Linked DNA regions of Cricetulus griseus: region 2 is linked to region 1. The links are chromatin contacts, called in public Hi-C maps. All regions are on one chromosome and are shown on one strand. Each heading gives the region's core, a stretch centred on a gene start, on an enhancer-like site or on the middle of the called end of the contact. The rest is flanking DNA. Distances are from core to core; before and after follow the strand shown.

What was found. Hi-C and Micro-C count contacts between places; a contact is called where the count stands out from the background.
Region 2: a contact with region 1 is called in a Hi-C map of the CHK-Q cell line, with 3 times the contacts expected there. The contact joins the enhancer-like site here to the promoter of Spata5l1 in region 1. A contact is called at or near these places in 6 of 8 Hi-C or Micro-C datasets (the CHK-Q cell line, the CHL-YN cell line, the CHO-K1 cell line and 2 more).

What each region holds. Positions count from the first base shown.
Region 1 is chr6:55,903,489-55,908,199 of CriGri-PICRH-1.0, reverse strand. Spata5l1 (spermatogenesis-associated protein 5-like protein 1) reads left to right here and starts at 2,147. Exons shown (of 9, transcript XM_027421986.2): 1 at 2,147-3,155; 2 at 3,158-3,307; 3 at 4,189-4,374. The coding sequence starts at 2,217.
Region 2 is chr6:55,953,207-55,957,869 of CriGri-PICRH-1.0, reverse strand. No RefSeq gene overlaps it. Among named protein-coding and RNA genes, the nearest start is that of Gatm, 24 kb to the right of the region's middle. Within about 2 kb of position 2,154, at least 2 of the 6 cell types and tissues checked have open chromatin away from gene starts, as enhancers often do.

The DNA.
Region 1 (4,711 bases), core at 898-3,397:
ATACTTCCTTCCTTTCACTATCCTGGGAAAGAGTGATGAAAAGATACGTGGCTTAGAAAGTAGAACCTCACTTGTCCCGACTCAGTCAGCAACTGGATCTTTTGTCTTCTAAGCTTTCCCAGACTGCAAAAAGTAAAAATCTGAATGCAAGTCATACACTTACATACACAAAGACAAAGCACTCATACACATAAAATAAAAGATTTTAAAAATCTTTGAAGGGGCTGGAGAGATGGCTCAGGGTTAAGAGTGCATACTGCTACTTTTGTAGAGGACTTGAGTTCAATTTCCGACACCCACATGGAGTGGCATACAGACACCTATAATTATACTTCCAAGAGATCAAATGCCTCCGGGCTCCATGGGTCCTTGTGGCGTGTGCGCACACACACACACACACACACACACACACACACACACATTTAATTTTTTAAAAATTGTAAAAAATTAATTTATTATTGCCTACTATAACCTGCACAGCATATAGTGTTTTGATATAGTAGCCTGACAATGTAATAAGACAATATGTAGAAACTATGGTAAGTTTCATACAACAGGGTGTGAACTGTAGGGAAAATCTAGTGGCAGCCTCTGTAGATAAAGGGCCTGAGGCTTCAGTTGCTGGTTTGGGACTCCCTCTAGTGGTGGATCAGTTTAGTGCTTTAGATAGTGCTCATGAAATTGCCAGATTTGGGATCGTGAGAACAAACAAAAGAACCACATAACTACTATAATGCTTTTCTTTTCAAGGCCTTTCCTTCCTTCCTTCTTTCCTTCCTTCCTTCTTTCCTTCCCTCCTTTTTTTCTTTCTTTCTCTCACCCCCTTTATTTATTTACTTATTTCTATTTATTTATTTATTTCTATTTATTTATTTATTTATTTATTTATTTATAAATTTCTTTATTTACTTTCCCATTCTGTAGATCAGGCTGACCTAGACTTCACTAGGTAGTTCAGGTTGGCCTGGAAATTGTGATAACCCTTATGTAGACTCCCAAATGTTGGGATGCACGTGTGAGACACCACTCCCAGCTTAGAATGATTTTCTTTTCTTCTATTTTTTTTGAGGGGGGCGTTCGAGACAGGGTTTCTCTGTGTAGCTTTGGAGCCTGCCCTGGCGCTCTCTCTGTACACCAGGATGGCCTTGAACTCACAGAGATCCTCCTCTTCTGCCTCCTGAGTGTTGGGACTAAAGGTGTGTGCCACTCCCACCTGGCTTAGAATGGTTTTCTACAAAACTTTGTCATTGTAGTATGACAAATTCGGACGTACAAACGGTTGAAACGATACACTGGAAAAGGGTCTGATTCAAAGGAGCAGGATAAATTTCCTGGCTGACTGGGAAAGACATCTGTAGTTCTACTGAGAATCAGTGATCAAGAGTTGAAGGCCTAGGGACAGAATCCCTTGTTGATATCTGTGACATAAGGAGAGGAGTAGCTGTTTCCGTGGTGAAGGTGCGTGTTTCCTGGGTAAGGTGAGACATGAGAAGGGCTGGGTCCACTGCATACCCCTATTAGCATTACCTTTACCTCTGTTAAATCAATACAGAAATCTGTGAGGTAAGCCAGCTCTCATAGCCTCCTCATGTGCACTTCCCTCTGCTGGCATCGGTTACAACCATTGGATGCACCTTTCACGCGACCGTGCTCAAATTACGCAGGGAAAACCTCTTAAGATCATCCTATTAAACTCTGGTTTCCTGTTCAGTTCCATACCGCAGCTACCCACAAAGACGTTAACTTTCACCTACACACCCCTTCACATATCGAAGGTGGTTATTATGTCTTTCTAGGTCTTCTTTCCCATGTCTAGACGCTCTGAGCTTTCTGGAACAAAAATAGATTTCATAAGGCGCGGTCATCTTGATTAACTTGACAAACATTTTACTTACACCTCAGCAGCCTGTCCCCGACCCCCAGAAGTGGACAAGTCAGAATCTAGATTCTGATGTGGCAACCAAAGTATGTGTTTATACCCTAGTGGAGCGGCCTCGTGTCTGTCTGTCGGATGCCGGGTCAGACGGTCTCAGTAAGACTGCAGGATGGACATCGCGGGTTCCACAACGTTTTCCGAGACCCCGCCCTCTCACTTTCCCATAAGCCCTTTCGGCCGTCAATCAGACGCGTCTTCTCTCACGGCGCATGCGCGCCGCCTGCATCCGGCAGCCCGGTGGGCTTGCTGCCGGGTTGTTCCCGGCGTGGTTCTCAGAGTCATGGCTCCGGACTCGGGGCCCTTCCCTGACGGGCAGCTTTTGAAGCTGCTGCCGGCGGATCCCCGGGACCGGGACACCCAGCGCTGCCGCCTGGGGCCGGCCGCCCTCCGCAGCCTGGGCGCGCGCCTGGGCTCGCCGCTGAGGATCTCTTTGCCGGCCGGCGGCTGCTGCCTCTGTACGGCCTGGCCCCGGCGCGACGGGGCGGACGGCTTTGTGCAGCTGGACCCGCAGTGCGCGAGCCCGGGAGCCGCGGCGGCGGCGGCGGCAGCGGCGGCGGGGACGATCAGTCTGGACTGCTTGCAGCCGGTGCCCTGTCCGCCCCTGCGGCGCCTAGCGGTGTGGCCGGTGCTGCGACCGCAGGCGGCAGCCCCGAGCCCCGCCGCGGTGTTGGAGGTGGCGCACGAGCTGCTTCGCCACCGGCCGGTGTCTCGGGGACACGTGGTGGCCGCCCCGCTGGGCGCTCCGGGCCCGGTAGCAGCGCTGCACGTGGTGGGCGGGACACCGGACCCTGAGCCCGCCGGGTTGGTCACACCGCACACCCGCATCACGCTCAGCGACCAGCCACCGCCCCGGGTGCCAGAGCCTCCGGGGGAGGTGACCCTTGGGGGCCTATCGGAGACGGCCGACTCCCTGCGGGAGCTGCTCCGCCTGCCGCTGCGCTACCCGCTCGCCCTAGCCGCGCTTGGGCTGGCCGTGCCCCGCGGGGTGCTTCTGGCGGGACCCCCGGGAGTGGGCAAGACCCAGCTGGTGCGGGCCGTGGCGCGCGAGGCGGGCGCGGAGCTGCTGGCGGTGAGCGCCCCAGCGCTGCAGGGCGCCCGGCCCGGGGAGACCGAGGAGAACGTGCGGCGCGTCTTCCAGCGAGCTCGGGAGCTGGCCAGCCGCGGGCCCAGCCTCCTCTTCCTGGACGAGGTGGACGCCCTGTGTCCCCGGAGAGGCGGCCGGGGCGAGCCCCCGAGAGCCGCGTAGTGGCCCAGGTGCTGACGCTGCTGGACGGCATCCACGGAGACCGGGAGGTGGTAGTTGTGGGAGCCACCAACCGGCCAGACGAGTTAGATCCAGCGCTGCGCAGGCCCGGGAGGTTTGACCGAGAGGTAAATAGCCAGCCCTGGTTACAGCCCCTGGTCCCTGAAGCTCGCCCTTTTGGATAGCTGGGTCTGGCGGGGTTTGTAGATGTCTTGGGACTTGTGTGCCAGAACCTGATTATTCTAGAGTCAAATCATTCTGGGAAGCAGAATGGTCATTAGCTTTGTTGCGCGTGTCATGAAGTGAATGATAATAATAATGTTAATTCTTAGGGTGACGAAGCTTGTTGCAAGCATATTAAACTGAAATAGCTTTGGAATGAGAGCTTAGTTACTGTAAGAGAAGGCGGGAAATGCTGATAAAAACAGGCATTAGCCTCTAAATGTATTCATTCCTTGTCAAGATACCAGCTTCCTATTATACAGTTGACTTCCTGGGTTGTCAAGACAGTTGAATATTCAGAGCTGCCTTGTTTTTGAGTTTTGGTCCTCACGTCATTTTTTAATTGCTAAAGAATAGTTAGAATAATTAGTAATTAATGTGAATTTTGTGGTAGGACTCTATAGAGAAATACTTGCATACTTGTTGCTTAACTCTTTTGAGGCCTTGAGTAGGTTTCTTGCTCTTAAAGGCCCATCTTCCAAAGAACAAGGATCTGGATTATCTGGCCAATTGTGTGATCCCTGTCTGCCAGAACTTGGTGTGTTTTCAAAAAACAATTTAGACTTCTTCAGTGAAATACATACTTTTCATTGTTCAAATTCCCAGCCTCTGTGCTCCATTAGGCAACTAGTATTTTCTTATATTCAGAATCTAAGGTGTGCTTAAATGTTCATGCTACAAGTTCCAGAATGGCTTGCTGAATGACTGTACGCATTTGTGAGGATGCTTTTAAAGAAAGGTTTTAAGTTGTATACTTTTAATTTTTCTATGTTTGCTTTGCCTGTAGGTTGTCATTGGGACTCCCACACTTAAACAAAGAGAGACGATTCTGCAAGTGATTACTTCAAAGATGCCCATCTCCAGTCATATTGATTTAGGTCTCCTGGCAGAAATGACAGTTGGCTATGTTGGTGCTGACTTGACAGCACTCTGTAGGGAGGCTGCCATGTGTGCTCTTCTTAAGCATGAGAAGGTAAGAAGTGTTAACTTATGACCAGCTATGTTCATCTTTCCTGGTAATGTGACAACTTAATTTGGGGGTTGAAAGAAGTGGTAAGTACAGTAACTTCCTTGGCATGGTTGGTAGTTTCCACAGCTGTTTTCGTGTGTGTGTGTGTGTGTGTGTGTGTGTGTGTGTGTGTGTGTGTGTGTACATACATCATGTATACAAATTTATCATATATATTTACATTTCAGTGCCATGTTAATATATGTTTGATGATGAGGAAATGGCTAAGTCTTCCAGTAGGTCTCTCAGTGAATTTTCCTCACTGCCACAGTAACCCCCTAGTACTAGAACCCAGAGCCGA
Region 2 (4,663 bases), core at 905-3,404, 50 kb before region 1:
CATGCTTTTTCATGGCTGGTGACTTTGTATGAGAGGTGCTGTGTGTGCTGGGAGGTAAGATTCTCTTGTCAAGTTTGGGGAAGGCAAGAGAACCAGATATAGATCCACTAACATAACTGCACCTTGTATACCTGCACAGCAAGTCAGATGTCTAATACAGTTTGGCACCTCCAGAGCATCAGCTATGGGAAGCTTGTGCAAGAGTCTCCTCTCTGGTCTTATAAGAAGCATTTTGGTCTTTTGTGGATGAACAAGTAAGAGCATAAGAACCCCAGGGCAATTTCCCATCACATATCTAGAGCTCAAGTTTCCTAATCATGTCATTCTGATCCAATGTAATTATCTTTGCAGTGCCAAGTATCAGTGTTTATTCCCAAAGAAACCTAGAATCCTAGGTACCATATGGGTATGCTAAATTTCCTGCTTGATAGGAATGTTGTTATATCTGGGTACTTTCTAGTGAAATGGTGTCTTAGTTAGGGTTTCAATTGCTGTGAAGAGACACCATGACCACAGCAACTCTTATAAAGGAAAACATTTAATGGGATGGCTTAAAGTTTCAGAGGTTTAGTCCATTTTCATCATGGCAGGACATGGCACCGCATGCAGGCAGACATGGTGCTGGAGAAGGAGCTGAGAGTTAATACATCTTGATTTGCAGGCAACAGGAAGTAAACTGAACTAGGTATAGCTTGAGTGTAGGAGACCTCAAAGCCTGCCCCACAGTGACACACTTCCTCCAGAAAGGCCACACCTCCTAATAGTGTCACTCCCTCTGAGCTTATGGGAGCCAGTTATATTCAAACTACCACAGATGGGGTTTTGTTTTGGGTCAGGCTAGACTAGACATTCAGGACCGCCTGTCTGTCCACACATTTCTGGTAGCTTAAGGACTCTAATGATTTGCTTTGGGGGGAAATAGGCTGTCTTTGGTTTTGTGTTAGCTCTGTAAGAGAATTCCAGGGATGCTCCAAATCACCTGAAACATTCTTATCCTTTGAAACATTCTAGAATGTTCAATTTGGATAAGAGGATGTAGAGCTTAATTGAAGCAAAGGTGACATTTCTTGGGTGGCTGCAGGCTAGACCAGTTTTTCTTATCTGTACCATTCTCATTTTTGCGGTCTCCTGAGACTTCCTTGAGGTTCAAATGTGTGCTCCAATGGACTATGTAGTCCCTGGACATAGCAAAAGATGATGATCACTTGGCAGCAGTAGTTATCGGATAAAATTATCACCTTCTACTTTCTACCAGTTTATGTATGGTACACAGGAGGTTGTTATTCAGGTCAATATTCCACACTGTCTGAAGTAAGACTTCATTCTTGCTTTATACACCACATTAGGAACAATATATGCACACTTACATGTAGCTGTAGGGACCTCAAGAAACCTTGGTGGAAATCATACCATTCACGTTTATTAAACAAATCACGTTTTATTGTTTTCTTCTTTTATATTTACTGAATGCAGTCCCAACTTATTTTCAGAAGTCATCCCAGATACAATCTTGTGTAGCACAGCAGTTGCAGCAACCTGGACTTTTAGCACAATAAACCAAACCTTATCATATTTGAGACAGTGAACTAATAGTTAGGAATTAGATGGTCATAGGAAAGGATGCCCCTCCAAGTTTTGGTTTCTGTTTCTCCCCTGAAATGTCAGCAAAAAATAACCAGGCCACTTGTAAAATAATTGTACTCCCCTTCCTGGGCAACAGATCACAAATGAGATTGTTAAAAGTAGCTAATGATCTATGACTAACATACAATCCCTTAAGTGACCGGTGGATAAGTAAGGACCCTTGGGTAAAGTTTCATCTCTACAGCATATCCTTCTCTGGCTAAAATCGGTGCCTCATCTTCACAGACACCATTCCGAGGATATGGAAAAGTGGGAACAGGACATGATTTCCCTGATACAGAAACAACTTAGTTGCCAATGAAGTAGCCCAACAGCCCCCACATCACTATGTAGCCACTGCCCAGGCAATTGGGAGCCTTCCTCTCCCAGCCTCCACACTTGCCTCCCTTTAGTGGGCAGATTTTTCTGCTTAGTCAACATGCTCACTAACTTTTCTCTACTGACTCATCCAGAATCTTTTCCTGTGGCCGATGTCAAGGACCTGAGCAGAGGCCCCGGGAGGCTCCAGGGACTCCTCGAGCTGCAGCGCTGGCAGTGGGCACTGCTGAGTTGCACTTTCTGCTGCCAGCGACACACTGACCTTGGCAGGGTGTCTCCCCATCAGCTGCTGCCTTTAAATGAATGGCAGCACTTTGAGCTCTTAGCTTATCAGAATAGCTTAACTCAGAAGCAGAGGAGTCCAAATTCAACTCTAAACCAGGCAAACAGAACAAACTCAGTCAGCTACCGAATGTCACTTTCCATTCACGTCACCTTATAACAGAACTGCTCTTTCTTGTCGTAGCCCTATCAACATGTTACTGTGTTCATCTTTATGATAAATTAGCCTTACTCATTTTCCAAGGAGAATCTTAATCATTTCCCATTCCCATAGTCAGAAACTATGGAAAAGTAGCTCTGAATTCTACTTTTTGGGGGGAGGGGGCAGGACATTTTAAAAAGCATACTATTAGACCCTCACAAGTTTTCAGGAAAGGCATCCTAAGATTAATTTTTAGTGCTAATGACAGGGAGGCCCTGAGCCTTGTTGAACCTGGGGTTGTGCAGCATCGACCTTTTCCCTACAGCAGCTAAGGTCCTTGGGATTTTGTGATTCGTCAGCAGCTATGCACATGTAAAAATAAATCTCTCTCTCTCTCTGAGATAGGAGAGCAGACAGGAAAAGAATATCAGCGGGTTTCTTTCTAAGAAAAAGGATTGTGTGAGGCCCTCCCCACTGATGCAGCCAGACCCCCAGGGATGTGGAGGTGGGAAGACAGGTCTCCACCAGAAGGTGATGCTTCTAAAGGCAATGTTGTTAAAACTAGCTTTCTTGGTTTCCTTATTCCTAAAGCTGTCTGTCAAAGTGGCTTTGTCTGTGAGTCTGGAGCTGCAAGGATAAGTGCAGAAGTGCTGATAAAATCTGGAAGACTTCTTGATATGCACTAATTCTTTAATTATCCATCACAGAGGACTCTTGGGATTCAAGAAGACAGGCTTGCTGAGAGTATAGTTCAGTGACAGAGCACTTGCCTGGCATCCACAGGGCTGTGAGTTCAATCCCCGACACTACAAGATCAAAGAGTTTCCTCTCACAAATGCTGAACTAACTTGGTTTCACAGATAAAATAGGGCAACTGGTAAGTTAAATTTCAATTAAAGTTAATGATTTTGTTCTTCTCTAGTTTAGCAAAGCTAAAGAAGGAAACAGATTAAGCCATTCCCCTGTACATTGGACAAGTTGATGAACATGGGATTTGTGACTGAAGGCAGAACCGAGGAATGTTCTTAAGATTTCAAGGTGGCTCTTGATTGGCATTTTTAGAAGTTACAGTGGACTAACAGTGAGAAGGGAACCAAGTGAGGACAGGATGGGTAGGTGTTCAGAGGGAATGTAGTAGAAAAACTGGTTTGGACTTTTGCTATCCCACCAGAAGCATTTAGCCTAGGTTTGCAAAGTTTTCATTCTAGAAATTGCTTCATTTTAACCTGGGTATTAATTAAGCTACTGTTGGGTGCCATTCTCAAAGATAGATTAACTGAGTCAAAGATTGCTATGCTTTTTATTTAAAAAAATCATAGCACTGCTAAAGGAGCTAAGCACAATTTCCAAAACTATCCCTAACTTCAAAGAACTTGAACTCTGTTAGATAGTTCGAAAAATAAACACCTAGGAAACACAGCGGTTGGTAGAGGAGGAAGTTTAGCCAAGAGAGCTTTTCTTTGTTTTCCTTGTTATAGTGGGAAAGTAATAACACGTGCATATCTGGAATGGAAATGACTAATAGTAAAAAACAAAACGGAGAAGGAATTGCTGAAGGCAGCTCTTGCTTTAGAAGGTCTTGTAAAGCTATTGTAAGTTTGTGTCAAATGTGTCCCATCCTAGGCTACATGCAATGCCCACAGTTCTGGTTATGGAAACGATCATCATGGAGGAGGGACCAGCCCCCCACTTTAGCAGCCATGACAGGCTGCAGAAAAGGCATGCTGGCCTCTGATTCAGTGCATATCTGACCTTGCTGGGCTGGCACTAGTCACTAGGAGGTCAGATACTCTCCTCATGGCAAGGAACCAATCAGAAGTTAGCTGGCGGGGCTGTGCTTTACAGCTCTGGGTGTTCTTTTCCCTGGGAAGACCTATAGGCCATAACAACCAGTTGATCAATCAACACAGGACAGGTTGGCCAAGCCTGGAAGCTCACCAAACCTGAGAATGTTGCATACCCCTAGACACTCCCCTTATGCTGCCCCATAAGTTCCCTGCCTCAGTTTCTCAGGGGTCCTTCTCCAGCCATCTGCCGAGATGAACAGACGAAGAGCTGGAGCTAATGGGGTTAGCTCATTAAACAACAATAAAAGACTCTTTGCTTTTTACATTGGAATGGATCTCTTGGAGATTTTGGGGATTCAGAATCTGGGCACAACATGGGAACATGCTTTTTGAGGAGGTCCTTGTGGAAGCCACAGTCCCTGTGTGGATAATGATGTAAACTCAGTTTCTCAGAACTGACTGGAGGGCGTTCAAGCAAAACCCAGCCGAA